Regions from separate parts of the Mus musculus genome. Here region 2 is linked to region 1. Evidence: chromatin contacts called from public HiChIP or PLAC-seq data. All regions are on one chromosome and are shown on one strand. The core of a region is the stretch at or near the end of the contact, and the rest is flanking DNA. Distances in the headings are between cores, read along the strand shown. Region 1 holds the start of B230217C12Rik (RIKEN cDNA B230217C12 gene). Region 2 holds the start of Cdk12 (cyclin-dependent kinase 12).

What was found. HiChIP or PLAC-seq counts read pairs in DNA pulled down with a chosen protein or histone mark.
Region 2: a contact with region 1 is called in a FOXA1 HiChIP or PLAC-seq map of pancreatic cancer cells. The contact joins the promoter of Cdk12 here to the promoter of B230217C12Rik in region 1. A contact is called at or near these places in 2 of 115 datasets of contacts at active chromatin or transcription factors (large pre-B cells and pancreatic cancer cells).

Annotation. Positions count from the first base shown.
Region 1 is chr11:97,839,873-97,842,572 of GRCm38.p6, reverse strand. It overlaps B230217C12Rik (RIKEN cDNA B230217C12 gene), which reads right to left and starts at 1,438. Exons shown (of 3, transcript NR_169086.1): 1 at 1,344-1,438; 2 at 997-1,099; 3 at 1-389.
Region 2 is chr11:98,201,929-98,204,628 of GRCm38.p6, reverse strand. It overlaps Cdk12 (cyclin-dependent kinase 12), which reads right to left and starts at 1,324. Exons shown (of 14, transcript NM_001109626.1): 1 at 219-1,324. The coding sequence starts at 1,261. Gm38963 (a long non-coding RNA gene) reads left to right here and starts at 1,999. Exons shown (of 4, transcript XR_880193.2): 1 at 1,999-2,098.

The DNA.
Region 1 (2,700 bases), core at 189-2,688:
CTGTAAATTACTGATCAGTGTTTGCCCTTGAGGTTACAAGGGAACGCCTGCTTGTGAAGCAGAAAGCAAAGAATATTTTAGCATCGTGTGCAGTTGCATTTAGACCTAAGGAAAGGCTGTCCATATGAATGTTTGGGCAGTCTCCACTCTGACTTCACTGTTCCAATCTTCCATATTCTGAATAGTCCCTGTCTACAGCTCAATCGCATGCAGCAGCTGCCAGTGGCTGGCATTCTTGGACTAACTCCTGATGTCCCCAGGAGTGCCCCTGCCTCACAGAATGCCTTCGTGCCAAGGGTCAGCCACATCCGGATACACTGGAAGAGATCAGTTGGGCCTCAGGATTGCTGCTGGTGGTGAGAGGCCTCTTGCTGGACCCGACACAGGAGCTGTGGGAAACCCAAAAACAATGGTCAGCTGCAAACTGCAGCAGGGGTACCCCTACTGGTCAGGAACTAGCAGGAGTTCTGAGAATCCTCCCCATTCCTCTACACAACTGGGGAAAGTGGGCATCTCCCTCACCCCTTACCCCAAGTAGGTTTCATTTGCTATTTTTTCTCAAGTGGGAGTTAATCACTAGTGAACTAATGAATGCAGTTATGGCGCAGCAGTGAATTAATGAATACAATTATGCCAGCAGATTTGAAAACTGCCTTGTCCACACATAAGGATGTACTGTAGTCATTGTCAGGAGAGAATGGACAACTTGGTTTTGCATCTACCTGGAAGGAAATTAGGAAATAATAGTCTGTCCCCCTCCACCCCCCAGCACACTCCCTCCCATCCTACCTAAAACCTAGTGCATTTTATTTATATTTATTTATTTACTTATTTGTAGTGATGTTTATTTTTAAGAAATAACATTTTAAATCAATTCCCAAAGAAAGCTGGCCTTTCTTATTCTTTTCACATTGATCCAAGAAATGCTACGTCAATGTGTATGACAAATAGATACAAAAACAAGCTTTCTTTTCATTTTTTTTTTTTAATCAATACCCGAATAATGACCAGAAGCAAAACTCCACCGGTGCGTCAGCAAGCAGGATGCTCGGCCCTTCAGCTCCATCCTTCCCCTCGCAGCCCCTGCAGCGCCAGGCCACTAGAGAAGGTAAATTATGTAGGACAGAACCACCAGGCCTATGATGGCAAAGAACATGAGGATGAAAATATCCAGCATGGCTCAGTACAAGCAGAGGAGTCCCCTCGATTCCGGGGAAGTGGGAGCTGCAAGCGTGGAGGTCGGTCAGCGCGGAGAAATGGCTCCTCTTCCCTCCCGCTTCCTGTTCCCTCCCCCTCCCGGGGACCTGAAGCTAAGGGATGCTGCAACCCCATCAGCAACTTACTCTCCACCTCCACCATCACGGCCAGCCAATCACAAAGTCCACGGTGGGTAACCAGGGAACAGCTACTTTTAGACCAGGCAAAACCGGAGAGGTTTAATTTCTTCCCAGGAAGCCAGCCCCGCCCCTTTGTGTGGAAAAAAAAAAACAAAACAAAAAAACCGCTATCTCTATTTAGATACAGTTTCTGCACTGAGTGGGCTGCTCCGGAAGGTGTGAGCGGAGGATCTCTACAGACTCCTTAGGAATGGATTTTTCTGCCTTCCTTTTTCCTTCTCCCTCTCACACATCTCTGGTAATCTATCTCAGAAGACAAATTGTTGCCAGTTTTGTGGGCCATTACCTAGTTCAGAGAACATAGAGGAAGGTCTCATGTGAGTCTCAGGAGGCGAGGGGTGGGGGTAGGGCGACCCTGGGCATGGATCTGAGTTTTCTCACTGTGCTGGGGGTCATTTCAACCAGTCTGAAGTCTTTTAAAGCCTGAGCTCAAGGGTGGTCAGGAGCTTGCGTGATAAATTTAACAACTTGTCAATAGGGGGCAGGAGTCAAAGCGAGCCTCTCACATTCCACCAGACGCTGGCTTGCCTTGTTGGTCTGGGAGATCCTCAGAGCCCAAGCTCATTTGTGTCACATGAGGTCTCTCCTTCCCTTCTGTGGTGCCAGTTTCCCCCGTTTGTTTTCTCTGGATCTTCTGAATTTACCTCGTGTCGTCATCAGAGAAAACAGCAAAAAACCCACTCACACCCGCTCCTAGTGTCTAGAGATGCAAATCCAAGCATGGTTTTGTTGTTTCTTTTTGTATTATTATTAATTATTGTTGTTGTTTTATTTTGTCTTGAGGGAGTCTCAGTTAGCCCAGGCTGGCCCTTGACTGGATTCTCCTGACTCTACCTCTCAGCCTCTGAGCACTGCCATTACAGCTGGCTTTCATGTGGTTTCTTCTGAGGGACCGAATCTTACAAAAACTCAATGATAGGGCTCAAGGGGTAATGGTGTTGTACACCAAACCTGAGGACCTGAGTTCAATCCCTGGGGCCCACAGTGGAAAGACAAGGACTCCTTTCTGTTAGTTGTCCTGTGATGTCCACACATGCCCTTTGGTGTACACACACATACATAAACAATCACATTAAAAAAAAAAAACCCACACCCACTGCGATGTATTTTGATTCTTTCTGCTTTGTGTTGTGTACCAACTGTTTATTAAAAAGGAAAGGATTTCTATAGGTCAGTTTCTAAGGTCTGGCATTCTTAGACTCTCCCCAAATATTTTCTTTGAAGGGTCTAGACCTTGAGATCTTAATAACCCCCTTTCTTTTTTCTTTTCTTTTTTTTTTTTTTTTTTTTTTTTTTTTTTTTT
Region 2 (2,700 bases), core at 75-2,574, 360 kb before region 1:
CAGCTGAAAGTTCTCCATTACTGCAAAGTACCTTACCTACCTTGCTTGAATAGTTGGAGGCACTTGGAATGTTTACTTCTCAATTGGGCGAGGGGAAAGCCAAACTTACCTAAATGACTTGTCAAAGAAGAACACTGAAAGCTTTAACAAAATGTTAAAGACTCATTTTCAATTCCTCCCAACCGACCCTACCTTAGGAAGGACAGACAACAGCTCACCTGGGGAGTGGACTCCGACTCAGAGACCTCTTGCTCAGGAAAGGGCTGCTTGATCGCCTTCGGCCATAGGGGCTGGGTGATCTCCCGCTGTAAGAGCCGCTCCTTTCATAGCTGGAGGACCGTCTCCGGCTATAGGGACTCACAGACCTCTGTCGTCGGCTGTAAGGACTGGGTGACCGAGTGCTGGACTGGTAAGCAGAAGGCTCTTTGTAAGGTGGGCTGATTGACTGCCTTCTTGAGGTACTTCCAGGACTCTTCTTGTAGGAGTCATAGTTGCTAGAAGTGTGAGACCTTGGGGGGCTAAGATCGTAGTCTTGGCCATAAGAAGCTCCGGAAGGGCTGTCATCTTGCTTGGAACTGTCAGACCATTTCCTATGGGGACTCCTGGATCTCCGTTTAGGGCTAGCCACGGTTTTGTAACTTTTGGGTGTTTCCCTTTTCCGATGACTTTTACTCCGGTCCTTGTATCCAGACTTTAACTCTCGCTCTTTGCGGGTCTTCTCCTTGTGCATTTTGGACGACCTGGATTCCTTGCTGCCGCTTTTGGATAGCTGGGCCTTCCCATAATCATCACTCCCCTCCACGGACCGTTTGGAACTGCCCGATACCCGGTCCTTCATAGATCCAGATTTGGAGACTTCCTGATTTTTTTCCTTTTCCGTCTGTTTAGTTTTTAGCAAGTCTCGGGACCGCCGGTGCTGGTGGTGACGATGTCGGTGCAGGCGATCGCTCCGATCCGTTCCCCGACGTTCCTCGTTCTCCCTCCGGTCTGATTTGAAGGCCGTGTCATCGGAGAAGGTGTCTGAATCAGAGCTGATGTCATCGTACTCCACCAGTGGTTTGATTATGGTACCCAAAGATGCCGCTTCGGGGGTCACCAGCCCCACGTCTTTGGAGTGCTTGGACTTATGCCGCTTGTGCTTCGACACCAAGCGGTGACGCTCCCTGCTGTTGGAGCTGCCACCTCCCGATGACGGCTGCGAAGTTCCAGAAGCTCCTCCGCTCCCGTCCTTCTTGCCCCCATGTCTCTCGGAATTGGGCATTCCCTTTCCCCGGGCCTGAAGCAGGGGAAAAAGTTCCCCGGCGCTCCAAAAAGCCCCACCCTCCCCCCCAGCCCCGACTCCACGCCCCCCGAAGAGCCCCTAGACGGGGGTGGGGAGGGCAGGGACCGCAGGCGAGGCTCCTCCTCCCTCTCGCCGCCTCAGCGCCCTCCTACATGAGGTGGGGGGTGAAGGAGAGAGGGAAGAAACCAAGAGTTCCTCGGCACGGGAGGAGCGCGACGCCGGGAGCTGCTCGAGTCCGCCCCTCACGGCCGCCCACCCCCGCCGAGCCGATATTCGGGCCCGCGAGCCCTGGCGCTCAAGGAAGTAGGAAGGCGTCCGCCGGAGCCTGTGGGGCCGACGGCGGCTCTGGAGCCCCGGGAGGACTACGCAGGCCCTTCCCCTACCCGGTCGCCCGGCTCGGGGCGGCTGGCTTCCTGTCGCCAGGCCTCCGCGGCCTAGGTTGCCTCAGCTCCCCCCCTTTGTCCCTCGTGCCTGAGGGAGCCCCCTTCGCTAGCCTCCGCCTCACACCGACACCTCACAGCCACATCTCACTCCCTCGCCCAGACTCACTCACACACTAGATTAAACCGAAACGGCACTAGAGGGGGAGGGGGAGGGGCGAATGCCGCAAGTATCGCGAGACTCCGCTGGACTCCCGCGATACTTGGCGCTTCCCTTTTCACCTCGACACATTCCTTCACCAGAAAACGCGAGAACGGGACCCAAGCCGCAAACGCAGCCCGTTAGATTCTCGCGATACTTTTCCAACTCCCCCTTTTGGGGGGCTTTATAGGAGCGGAAGTTGCGGAGATTACCTTTAAAATTTAAACCTAAATGGTAATTCTTTGATTAAATATCCCCAGGTTCCGGTGGGGATGGGTCTTAGCACAGCTTGTAAGAAGTCTTTTGATTTAATAGGGTTTAAAAAAAAAAAAAAAAACAAGGGACAAGTGAACATTGGGGACATTACAGCGCAAGTTTGAATATTGGGGATTCTGGTAGGGCTTGGGTTTCTGAGACAGGGTTTCTCTGAGTAGCCTTGGCTGTCCTGGAACTCACTCTGTAGACCAGGCTGGCCTCGAACTCAGAAATCCGCCTGCCTCTGCCTCCGGAGTGCTGCGATTAAGGGCATGGAGCACGCACCACCACCGCCCTGCTTTAAGTCTGAATGTGCAAACAACGCTTGGTACTGCGGAATTTGCTGAGTTTAGGCGTTTTGCATTCATTTTCTCTGCCCTCACACCCATGGGACACTGTCCTCATTGCGAATTTACAGGCAAGGACTCCCGGATTCAGGGGGGCTAGTCAGTAGAAAGGTTAGAGTGCCAAAGTTGGGGGAAATGTCAGGATGTCTTACAGCACGTTCTTAGTAACCCAGGCTGGACTCCCAGTTGTGGCTATTCAGCCTCAGCCGTTTCTCGACTGCTGGGATGTTTTAC